2 separate regions of the Mus musculus genome follow, and region 1 is linked to region 2. The links are chromatin contacts, called in public HiChIP or PLAC-seq maps. All regions are on one chromosome and are shown on one strand. Each heading gives the region's core, a stretch centred on a gene start, on an enhancer-like site or on the middle of the called end of the contact. The rest is flanking DNA. Distances are from core to core; before and after follow the strand shown. Region 1 has its middle 36 kb from the start of Adam12. Region 2 holds the start of Adam12 (a disintegrin and metallopeptidase domain 12 (meltrin alpha)).

Region 1 (2,700 bases), core at 18-2,517, 36 kb before region 2:
TTCTGCGATAGTTAAGGACAGACTCTCTTGGATGAAGATCCCAAGACATCTGTCCTTACTTTTCTTTAGTATCTCCAGAGTATTTCAGAAGCTTTTCCCATGCATCTAAATTCAGGGCCCAGCTGTTTCCAGACTGTTCGGTGATACTTAAGGAGGTGGGTTTCTGTCAGCTAACATTTTAAAGAGAGAATGCTAGATGGAGCCAACTTTTAAGAGTTCATAAAACACTCACCTTCACTCCAAACCTGCTGCTGAGTCCTCAAATGTAAAGAAGGAAGAGCCAGCCGCACATTAAATGGCACTAAAGAATGTTTTCAAGGGCGGTTCTTAACTAAGGTCCCAGAGAGGGGAACCACGTAGGAATATGGCGTGTTGTCTGGTGTGGGGTAATGGTCCCTCTGTTCTGGCTGGGACAAGGCAGAAAATGAACATTTGGTTTCCTGTTGAGCTTATTTTCTTATTGTAGAAATTATTTTAATGCTGACAAATGGATCGAACACAGCCTGAGTTTCTCTTATGTTGTATAGTAATAACAGAAATATCTAATGTTATGATAAGTAGAGAAATCAAGGCCTACAGAAATAACGCAGCCATTTCTTCCCTCCTCTCAGGAACTGGCCACCAACTGTTGAGTATTTTTCTTAAACTCAGACCTCAAGAAAGACTCCGTGGGGTTTGAAAATTCTAACTAGACTTTGCCATCTTAACGTCACCAAACAAATTCTCTGAGAATGATTTGTTTGCATTTGAGGATGTCTTAGGTCCAGAATGGAGATGGCTTTTCAGAGATGCAGCATGAGGGGGCTGAGGAGTTTCTAAAGAAAGATTCCTGAGTTTGGACCAGGCAACATTTGAAATCCTTAGAGACATCCAGGTGGTAAGAGAACTGAGCCATCTCCCGGTGGTCCCCATGACTTTATGTGGAAGGAGCAATTCCTATTTGGGTTATACATCCTGTCTGCCAGCTGGTAATGGAATAATGGGAAAACAATTGTCTTGGCTCTTCAAACAGCGTCTGTTGCCAACCCAACTTCCTGGAAGCTGTCAGCTCCCCTGGGTGAGTCAGCAAATACTTGCTCTGTGGAGCAAGACTCTGAAAGAAGTACCGGTAAGGCAGCCAATCATGAGAGAGTGTGGATAATTCTCTGTCTCTCAGAGTCCCTACTTTTCACCATTCACTGGCAAAAAAAAAGTCATGCACTAGACCTGGCCTCTGAGTGTATCTGATGACCCACAGTCTGGGTATGAGGCACAGTGTATGCAGGAGGGGCTGGATGTGTCTGCCCAGGGAGTGTGATCTAATCATTGGTACATGAGAGTTCTGGGTCAAGCAACTAAGAATGTGGTAGGAAAAAAAAAAAAAAGACTTCTTTGGGTGGACAGGAATGCACTGTGTGCACTCTCAAAGGAAGTGAGCTGCTAAGTGATTACAGTGTGTCCATCAGCAGATGGCTCCACATGGTAAGGCTCCTTGAATTTGTACTTTCATCAAAATTGCCCACAAATGTGTAGCCCTGCAGAAACCTTTGAAACCCGCCATCCTTGGCAGAAGCAGCCCATTCCTGGGACTGAATCACTTTGGAAGTTTCTCTAGCTCGCTCTCCTTCTCCCTCTCCCTTCTCCCTTCTTCTCCCTTCTCCCTTCTTCTCCCTTCTTCTCCCTTCTTCTCCCTTCTTCCTTCTCCCTTCTTCTCCCTTCTCCCTTCTTCTCCCTCTCCTTTCTCCTTTCTTCTCCCTTCTCCTTTCTTCTCCCTTCTCCCTTCTTCTCCCTTCTTCCTTCTCCCTTCTTCCTTCTCCCTTCTTCTCCCTTCTTCTCCCTCTCCTTTCTCCTTTCTTCTCCCTTCTCCTTTCTTCTCCCTTCTCCCTTCTTCTCCCTTCTCCCTCCTTCTCCCTCTCCCTTTCCCCTTCCCTTTCCCCCTCCCTCTTCTTCCCCTCCCCCATCTTGCTATGTACAGTTGGGACAAGGCTGGCTGATCCTGGAAGAGCAGGCTATGCAACAGGTACTGGAGATTCTGCAAGGTCCCCCACTAACATCCTGTGGCTTATTTTCGAAGGCCAGGATCCTCCACCAAGGCAGACCTCGGTCTACAAGTCACATGGACTATAGCAATGACAACTTTGCAAGCTTCTCCAAAAGTTCAGAGCTTTTCTTTAAGTTGCAGGTGGTGTCTCAATGGAAGATTTAATCTGAGGTGCTCATCTGGAATGTGCACAAAAGGAGGGAGGGCGACACTGAAATTCTAGTTGGTTCCTTTGCCTCTCAAAAAAGGTTCCTGGACACATCCTGAATGGCACTTGTCGGGCCTTGGTGCAGTCAGAAAGGTGACTTCAAGTAGTAGTGTTTGTCCCAGATCTAAGTGCCTTAGACCCTGGGAAGGAAAGAGCAGACTTTTTCAGAGCATCTCAAGACAAACAAAGGAAAACTTTTAAAATTCTTAAAAGACAGGGAGGAAGATGACTCCTCACTCAGTAGATGAGCTGACATGCAGTGGTTGGTCCTGAGTGCTTCCCACGAGCAAAAGCTGAGCCCAACAGCACACACCTGCAGTTCCAACAATCCCGACGCTGGGGACAGAGAGACAGGAAGCTCTCTGGGCCTCTCTCACCAGCTCACTTAGCCAAAACCATGAGCTCTAGGCTTGGTGAGAGACCCTGCCTCAAAAACGAAGATGGAGAACAATTGAAGTAGACACCAATTGTC
Region 2 (2,700 bases), core at 65-2,564:
TGGCCCGACCCCCAGCTGCAGTGTAATCAACTAAGGCTTTGAAAACTGCCAGGCCCAAGATGGGTTCTGGTTCACTGGCCAGGATGGGTGTGGCATCCCCTTGAGCCCTTACAAGTTCTAAGAAGTTCCCATGTTAGGGACCACAGTGGCCATTATTCTCCAGATGTCTGTCTGTCTGTCTGTCTGTCTGTCTGTCTGTCTGTCGCCTGCTGCTTCTCACTTGGTTCTCAGGAACACAAAGAGTCCGATTAGGAATATGTCAGGCCAATGAGAAGGCGGGGAAGGGTACAACTATAACCCTGAGGTGAGGCCTTCCATCCCTTTACTGGGGCTAGCCTAGCTGTGTTCCCGAAGAACAGCTCACTCTGAAGATGTAGGAGGCTGCCTGGCAATTGGCATTTTCTCTCCCCGTCAGGCTTTGCCCACTATCTTGGTTTTTTGTTGAGGCAGAATCTCACTTGGTAGCTCAGGTTGAACCAGACAGGGTGTAGCCCCTTGTTGGCCTCAAACTTGCAGTAACCCTCTTGTCTCAGCCCACCAAATGTTAGGATGAAGGGCATGCATCACCAAGTCCGGCTGCAATTTGCATCTCTAACCAGCCAAGCCAGGTGCCCCTTAAGATCAGTGAAGTTTGGAACGTATCTGGACCTTTTCCTGGGTCTAGATAACTGAAAGGAAACTTTGGCCAATCTATCAGCATCAAAACCAGAGCACCACAGCGAAAACGCTGTGCCCGAGTGCCTGCTACTGTAAATTCAATCTTATTTCTGAGGTGTGAGGTACTGGTTTGGCGGTTTGGAACGTCCAGCCACAGGCTGCCTGGCTGTGCACCATATACCAGACCTGTTCCTCGCGTCCCGCCGGTTCCCAGCTAGCCAGCAGCTAGCAGCCCAGTCATCCTTTCCAGCCTCAGTCTGGAAAGCTGGACCCCGGCGCCGCGTGTGCTCTTGGCTGCCGGCGCCCCGGGCCCCGCGGCCACATCATCCTGAGGCTGGGAAGTGTGCGTTCTCGCGCCTTTGCGCCACACAGCTGGTCTACGCGGCGGCTCGCACAAGGGGTCTGAGGGTATCCTGCATCCAGCCACCCCCGGGAGTGGATAGGACCCAGGCTGTCGGGGACCCCGGAGCGGTCTCTAGGACCCGCGGGACGCCGCAGGAAGGCGGGGTGCGGGGGAGACGCTAATTTGTTCCGTGGTAATGAGAACGGCGACTGCTGGCCGCGGATCCATTGCACAGGCCCGCCCTCAGATCGCTGGTCCCCGGCGCCAACTCGGACAGGCTGCTCATTTATTGCAACGGTCAAGGGCGGCTCGTGCCAGAGTAGCGCGCGCGCGCACGCACACACACGGGGAGGGGAGAAAGTTTTTTTTTGAAAAAATGAAAGGCTAGACTCGCTGCTCAGCGACCCGGGCGCTGCGCGAGGGGGTCGCGGCAGACTCAGGGCAGTAGGACTTCCCCCAGCTCGGCGCCCGCGTGGGATGCTGCAGCGCTGGCCGCGGGGCCCCCGAAGCAGCTGCACGCCAGGCCGGCGACAATGGCAGAGCGCCCGGCGCGGCGCGCGCCCCCCGCCCGCGCCCTCCTGCTGGCCCTGGCTGGGGCCCTGCTGGCGCCCCGTGCAGCCCGAGGTAAGTCACCCGCACAGGCGGCTGCCTGCGCGTCCTCTCCCCGCCACCTCGCTACAAGTCAGGGTCTCCGCGAGTGCCACAGCCACAGGGAGAGCAAACGCACCCAGGGCGCATCTGAGGACCCCCCTGGCTCGCGCTCCCAGAGCCTTGACACTGGTCCCCCGCCAGGTGCTCACTCCGGGGGTTGGGTTGGGGTGGCACGGGAGAAGAAGACGCTTTGCTTGGGGGCCTTGAGGCAGCTAATGTCTGAATGAAATGTCTTGGAGTGACATTTGCTCCTAAGGCTCACAGTGTCTTGACAGTTACACGTGTCTCCTGGGAGGGTGTGCGTGGGGTCGTTTTCCTGATCCAGTGGGGTAGTGAGTTCCTTCACCCAGCTTCGGAGTCAACTCCCCACGAGGTTTCCTTTCCACCCCCGCTCTGACACAGCTGGGGGATGCAGAGGACGCCCCCCGCGGCCTCCCATCACAGGTGTACCTGCAGCGCTCTTTACTTTTTTTTGTTTCAATTGACTTCGTGGCCCTTAGCGATTTCTGGCTTCACTCGCTAATTGTCAGTAAGGATCAAACTTTAACAGAACTCATTCCCCTTTCTTGCTCATCCTTGGTAAGTAAGGGCTTACACCAAGACCTCGTGTAGCGCGAGTACCCACTCCAGAGTTAAACAAAAGTGCATACATTAAAGGAGTTTTTATAGACTTGTATTTTCCTGAGTTGAATCTTCTTAAAGCCCGGGCACCTGTGGATCCTGTTTGTATAATGAGAACTCACAGCAGGTGCCTTTTTAAAATTCGGGAGCTTCCCTAGTCACCCTTGCTGCCGGCCCCTTTTGCCGCTAGGGGCGCTGTTCACCAATGAATGATTCACCTTGGCCTCCAACTCTTATTTCTGTGATTCTAGGTATCAGGCATTTAGCTAGCCCCCCATCATCAACTGTTTCCAACACGAAACATTTCATTTCTCAACTGTCACTGTTATCCTCGACCCCCAGCCTGTCTACCATAATGTAACCAAATTCTAGCTCCCATAAATACCTACACAGCAATAAAGACCAACTTGGCGAATTGGTGATTAAAT

The links. HiChIP or PLAC-seq counts read pairs in DNA pulled down with a chosen protein or histone mark.
Region 1: an H3K27ac HiChIP or PLAC-seq map of embryonic fibroblasts shows a contact between it and region 2, with 28 read pairs. The contact joins the enhancer-like site here to the promoter of Adam12 in region 2. A contact is called at or near these places in 16 of 39 promoter capture datasets (the 3T3-L1 cell line, 3T3-L1-derived adipocytes, the HPC-7 cell line and 11 more), 1 of 15 datasets of contacts at CTCF or cohesin (the NIH/3T3 cell line), 24 of 484 Hi-C or Micro-C datasets (the AML12 cell line, the C2C12 cell line, the MNK3 cell line and 14 more), 7 of 115 datasets of contacts at active chromatin or transcription factors (the NIH/3T3 cell line, embryonic fibroblasts, embryonic stem cells and 3 more) and 3 of 9 other capture datasets (adipose tissue, liver and pancreatic islet).

What each region holds. Positions count from the first base shown.
Region 1 is chr7:134,259,963-134,262,662 of GRCm38.p6, reverse strand. No RefSeq gene overlaps it. Among named protein-coding and RNA genes, the nearest start is that of Adam12, 36 kb to the right of the region's middle. Within about 2 kb of position 1,267, at least 78 of the 459 cell types and tissues checked have an H3K27ac peak or open chromatin away from gene starts, as enhancers often do. A contact at or near this core is called in the AML12 cell line, the C2C12 cell line, the NIH/3T3 cell line and 9 more, where this site is marked.
Region 2 is chr7:134,223,711-134,226,410 of GRCm38.p6, reverse strand. It overlaps Adam12 (a disintegrin and metallopeptidase domain 12 (meltrin alpha)), which reads left to right and starts at 1,314. Exons shown (of 23, transcript NM_007400.2): 1 at 1,314-1,624. The coding sequence starts at 1,534.